Linked DNA regions of Sus scrofa: region 1 is linked to region 2. The links are chromatin contacts, called in public HiChIP or PLAC-seq maps. All regions are on one chromosome and are shown on one strand. Each heading gives the region's core, a stretch centred on a gene start, on an enhancer-like site or on the middle of the called end of the contact. The rest is flanking DNA. Distances are from core to core; before and after follow the strand shown.

Evidence for each region. HiChIP or PLAC-seq counts read pairs in DNA pulled down with a chosen protein or histone mark.
Region 1: an H3K27ac HiChIP or PLAC-seq map of alveolar macrophages shows a contact between it and region 2. The contact joins two enhancer-like sites.

The regions. Positions count from the first base shown.
Region 1 is chr1:25,621,396-25,624,272 of Sscrofa11.1, reverse strand. All of the region lies in intron 3 of ECT2L (epithelial cell-transforming sequence 2 oncogene-like), which reads left to right. Among named protein-coding and RNA genes, the nearest start is that of ECT2L, 21 kb to the left of the region's middle. Within about 2 kb of position 1,267, at least 10 of the 83 cell types and tissues checked have an H3K27ac peak or open chromatin away from gene starts, as enhancers often do. A contact at or near this core is called in alveolar macrophages, where this site is marked.
Region 2 is chr1:25,498,332-25,501,406 of Sscrofa11.1, reverse strand. The region is part of intron 1 of REPS1 (ralBP1-associated Eps domain-containing protein 1); the gene reads right to left. Among named protein-coding and RNA genes, the nearest start is that of REPS1, 19 kb to the right of the region's middle. Within about 2 kb of position 1,741, at least 10 of the 83 cell types and tissues checked have an H3K27ac peak or open chromatin away from gene starts, as enhancers often do. A contact at or near this core is called in alveolar macrophages, where this site is marked.

The DNA of each region.
Region 1 (2,877 bases), core at 18-2,517, 120 kb before region 2:
CTGTCATCTGTGTGACTGGCACCTCTTAAGGTTGTTTCATTCACAACTTCCCAAATGTAGCAGCCCCGGTGATACACTACCAGCCATTTACAGAGGACGTGATGTTCACCTCCAGATCTACCAGGTCGTCTTTTTTTACCCTCTTGTGGGAAGAGGCGAATCCACAGATAATTCATTGGAAAATGGAGACAAGATTTTAAGAGACCATTGTTTCTATTCTGTATTTAAAAATCTCTTTAGGAAATTTCTAGGAGGGTTGATGGCAGAAGAAGAATGGACGTGGCTTCCCGTGAGGCCTAAACAGGCTCGAGCATCTTAGAAACAGGAGGAGGATGCTCTTACACAGTAGGTGCTCAGTGAATGTCTGTCACCTTCCCTCCTGCCATCTCTATATATTCTTTTGATGTCATCATCAGAAGGCTTTCAAGTGCAAATTACAGAAATGGAAACCAAATCAGCCTAAAACAAAAAGCGAATTTATTGACTTAAGATTTGTCCAGCTTTAGGCTGGGCTAGATCCTCAGATTCAAACAATGTTACCAGAGCTTGCCCTCTCTCTCCTTTCTCTCAGCGCTGCTTCCTATATGTGTTGCATCAAGCTAAAAAGGTAAGCGCAAGACCCTTATGAGGAAATTGGAAATTTGTATTAAAGGATAGCAGGGAAAAAAAAAAAAACCCTGGATAAGTAGATGTGCTATGTTTAAAGATGCCAGTTCTCTCCAAGTTAATCTTTAGCATTGAATTATTCAGTTCCAGTACAGATCTCTACATAGGATTTTCTTATGGATTTTGAAAAATGAATACTAAAGCTAATGTGGAAGAGAAAATGGACTACAATGGCTGCGAAAAATTTAAAGAGAAGAGATAGTAAGAGTTGCACCACCAGATATTAAAACCAGTTTCATCCATTTAAGAAATACCCTTGAATAGTATCACAAGGGTAAAGGGAGCAATAACTGAGATAAGTGCTTCATCTGAAGGAAAGAGAAAGGGCAGACGTCAGTAAGGTTGGGTAGATCAGAAGCTTGGGTAGCGGGAGATCCTTCCTCTTCTTGTGTTAGTTCCTGTTTAGTGGCCCAGACACTGACCATCACCCGCCTGCCCACGCCATTCCTTACTTCCTCTTCATCTTCCTGACAAAGTCCTTTTCTCCCCCGGTATCATGTGCTTCAGGGGTGGCTGGTCACCCTGTCCCCCCAAGAGTGAGTCAGAGTTGGCCAGAATCATGGTCATTCCATCAGGTTTAGGAAAGGGCGTGGGGATATGAATTCTGCCCAAGGGAACACAAGAGAGTGGCTGCTAGGGTTTCTAGGAGAGTTTTCATCCTCCTCAAAGGGACTTAAAAAGGAACTTGAGGAAAGTTCTGCCTTATTGCCCATGATCTCTACTCAGAGAGGCAGTCATCTGGGAACCACCCCAGGGGGCAAGCTTGAAGACCAAAGCAACCTACTGAGCAGACAAAGGGGGAAGAGAGAAAATCCTTGGCCTTCGCTGACACTGAGTTCTTAAATTCACTAACCCTGAAGCTGCCCTGGTTTTCCTTATTTAAGAAAAGTGAGGAGTTCCCATCGTGGTGCAGTGGTTAACAAATCCGATTAGGAACCATGAGGTTGCGGGTTCGATCCCTGGCCTTGCTCGGTGGGTTAAGGATCCAGCGTTGCTGTGAGCTGTGGTGTAGGTCGCAGACGCAGCTCGGATGCCGTGTTACTGTGGCTCTGGTGTAGGCCGGTGTCTACAACTCAGATTAGACCCCTAGCCTGGGAACTTCCCTATGCTGCGGGAGTGACCCCAGAAAAGGCAAAAAAGAAAAAGAAAAAAGACAAGGAAGAAAAAGAGGTTTTAAGATGGTCCATAATAGTTTATTTATCTAATTGTCACTTCTCTGGTCATATCAGCTCTCCAGAATCTAGCTGAGAACCAGGTAGATTTGGAAAAACACAAAGCGTTTAGCAGTCAAACTGATGTCTTTACACATAGGAGAGAAACTTTCAGGCCCTCCTACAGAGTCTGAGTATTTAATTAATTCAGGGCTTCAAATAGGGCTATACACTGTCCTAAGGACACCATACATGTATTCAACACTTTGTACTTGACTTTTGCATCAGCATCAGGATCTGCTAGGCTGCCTCTTCTACCAATGAGAAGTCAAGTTCACCAGTGTTAAGAAGGGTGAGCCCATCAGAGACACTTGAAGTTTGTAAAAACACAAACCATGAATCTCACCCAAGACATTTTGGCTCAACACACCATGGGGAATGTGAGAAGCTGTTTTTACTAAGTTCCCAAGGTGATTTGGTACACAGCCAAGGGCAAGGAACAAGTCCTAGGTGACCCAAAAGCCCCAAGGCTTTTTCCACCACTCATCTACTCCTTCTTAGAGACAGGAACACAGACCATAAGAGTGTCCTGTGCCTTCTACTCTCTCTCTCTCTTTTTTTCCTTTTTAGTGCCACACCTGCAACATATGGAAGCTTCCAGGATAGGGGTCAAATCAGAGCTGCAGCTTCTGGCCTGCACCACAGCCACAGCAATGCCAGATCCAAACCACATCTGCAGCCTGTACCACAGCTGGCAGTAACACCGGATCCTTAGCCACTGAGTGGGGCCATGGATTGAACCCACATCCTCATACTAGGTGGGTTCTTAACCCACGGAGCCACAACAGGAAGTCCCTTCTATTCTCAATTAACAAAACAAAGTTGTTTGTTCAGGTGCTACAGGTTTTTCATCTTTCACTTGTGATACTTCTTAATGGTTTTAGAATGTGTCATTGTAGGTAACCTGAAACTTGACACAAATAATAAAGGAAATATTTTATTCTCATATAATCTGGAAAAATCCAGAGCAGCTGAAGCTCCATCCAGAGGTCCAATAGTA
Region 2 (3,075 bases), core at 492-2,991:
AGCATGTAGCCCTCCTGAGCCACAGGTTTCTCAGCTATAAAACAAATAACACCTGTTCTTAGTTTAAAATTAAACGTATGTCACATAACTCAATGCCTGACCCGTAATTGGTGCTATAATTAATATCTGTTTCTGTAAAAATCAGAGAAAGACTACTATGGGTTGGAAATATTTATTAAGGAAAAAACCCAGATGCCTGATGTGAATCTTAAAGAATGGACAGGTTTGGGGTAAGTCAAAACAAGATGAGCATTCTAACTTGAAAGGAGTGGCAACAGGTCAAAGCAGAAACTGTAGTGATGGCTAGGTAGTAAACTGGACCAAGCTAGGTGGGGAGGGTTCTAAATGCCAGACTAACCTTTACTGAGCATTTCTCAAGAGTGTCATGTAAGTTTTTGGAAATTCATGTATTTGTTCTTTAGCAATTACAGAAAAGCTAGTTAAGATCTAGGAGGCTACTGCAGTAGATTAGCAATAAGGTGGTCAGAGCTCAGAAAGTATCTAATGCAGAGGACAGAAAAGGATGATTAGCTGAGACTCTTCCAAGAAAGAAAATCTGAAGAACTCTGTAGGCTGACCATTAAGAGTCAAAGCTGACTCTACACAAGACAAAGAGACACAGTAAGAAGACAAAATGCTAAAGTCATATAATAACAATAATAGTTATATACATCACAGCAAACAAAGAAGAGACAATATCCACCAACAAGTAATTCAGTGTCAACTGCAAGGGAGGCTGTAAAACAGAGTAAGAAGTAAGGAAAGATTACTGGATTTGGTGACTAGGATAAAGGCGAACTTTATGAACACCTTTTTTTTTTTTTTTTTTTAAGGGGTGGGGTGAGGGGAATAGAAAAGTTCAATTAGTAGTACAGGCAGTAGAGAAGAAATCTGAATCACTCGTTATTTGATAGTAAAAGGAAGAAGAAAAATAGGAAGGCAGCTAGATGGGTGTGCAGGGTGAAATGAATAACACAGGAAGTAAAAAGGAACACTATGTAGAAAATAAGCATGAGGCAATACAAATAGTAACTATGACAATTCCGTTTTTGCCATTTGTTAGGTGTAAGGAGATAACACTTAAGTTTGGATTCACTCCAGAAACAAGTCTTAGGGGGATCTACACAAATGTGACTAGGGAAGTGAAAGATTTCTATTTCTAGGGGTTTAAAGCTGTGGGTAGGAAGAGAAAATCTAACCATGAACTCCCTTCCTGTGGCTATTAAATCCTTAGCTTCCTGAAGGCAGGCACAGAATACAAGGTTTAAGATTTTTAGATTTGGAAGGTTTAACATCAACAGTTTCTACCATCCCTGTGAGTTTAAATTGACCATAACAAGCATGGTCCATTACAGTATAACCTGTAACTGACTTGGTACAAATCTCAATGACCTGTGCTAGGGAATGTGCTATAGGCGCATCATGGGAGTGGTCCAACAACCTCCCTGTAAATGGATCTGTGGTCTTCTCTTTCTAGCCAGGTACACTGGCACTGGGCAGAAGCTGTATAAAGACAAAATATACTATAGTGCCAAGATGGCCAGATTCCGCCACCATATTATTTGCCAATATACTCCTAGTTGTGTTTCTTCTTAAACTCCTTACATTCTGTTATAAAAAAGGCATAAGGGGAAAAAACGTTCTGAAAGGGAGAAGGGGCAACTGGCAACATTGGTCAGCCAGAGCAGCAAGGTCAAAACTCAGAGAGCTCTGCGCTATTTGTTCCTGTTCTTGCCACCTCCTCTTCTCATGCCCAGAATGCTGACTGTGGTGGGGAGAGAGTATCCATAGCGCCAGCACTGGAACTTCCAAGGCTGCGAGCTTCACCACCCCCACTTTTTACTTCCCTGGGTGAGGAGCCCAGAACTGCCTTAATTAATTCATCATCACAATCACGTCTAGGGATGCACAATAATAACAGAGCTAAGGAACTGCTTTCTCTAAAAACTTGGCTCTGTTTTCTAAATATCTACTATGTGCTTTTACTGCTCTAGAGAATCCTGAGGTCATGAAAGAAACCAAGCCTGAATTTTATTCACAGTTTCCTTACAACATTGTTAGGATGTAAATTTACTGGAAAAACAATTAAGCAATGATATAAATGAAAAAAAGCAGTTAACAGTGCAAAACACATACAAAGGGATATAGCTAGGAGGCCAATGAGAGTCTCAGAGTGAGGGTAAGGCTGTTCAAATTAGATTTCCAAAGCATACAAAAAGCTAAGTCACCTTTCTGCAAAGAGAGGAGGACTGAAGCATGGAAGCTGAAGAAGGGCACTGCAGATGAAGCAAATAACGTGATTAAAAAAAAAAAAACCTACACAAAGAACAAGTAACTGTGTAAGAAACAGAAAACAGATTTACTAGGTTAGAACACAAAGTCCACATCAGAAGAATACAGAAACAAGATTGTGAGATGTGGGAGTGAGTTGGTTGATAATTTTAAGGCTGGGTAGGCATGACTACTCAGATTTGATATGCTGTCCCCATTGCCATGCATTTTATGAGAATTCTATGCTTTCCTCCAAGAGTCAGAAGAATGCTATGCTTTCTTCCAAAGGAGTCATTTAACATTAAATGAGGAATTATTGACCTGTTTCCTTATTTAGATTACTTATTTACCACTATTTGCTCACTGTGACGTTCGAGAATTAGAAATTATACCTTTCAAACAAAAAACAGAAACAGATCATGGCCAAGAAGAGCAGACTTGGGCTTCCTGGGGTGGGGGGGTGATGGATGGGCATTTTGGGGTTTTGGGAGATGCAAACTGTTATATGTGGAACGGATGGGCAATAGGATCCTACTGTACAGCATAGGGAAATGTGTATGATTGGGTCACTTTGTTGTACAACAGAATTTGAGGAAACATTATAAATCAACTATACTTTAATAACAATAAAATAAAAAATAAAAAAGAAATTATACCTCTGAAAGGCAGAGAATATTATGTGAGTTTACTACTACTAAAGTGAACTATATCTTTAAAAATAAAAAATTAAAAGAACAGCCTTGAGGTACAATACCTTAAAGAAAAGTTGTTAATATGCATGTTCACTATATCCGACTAAAGTCA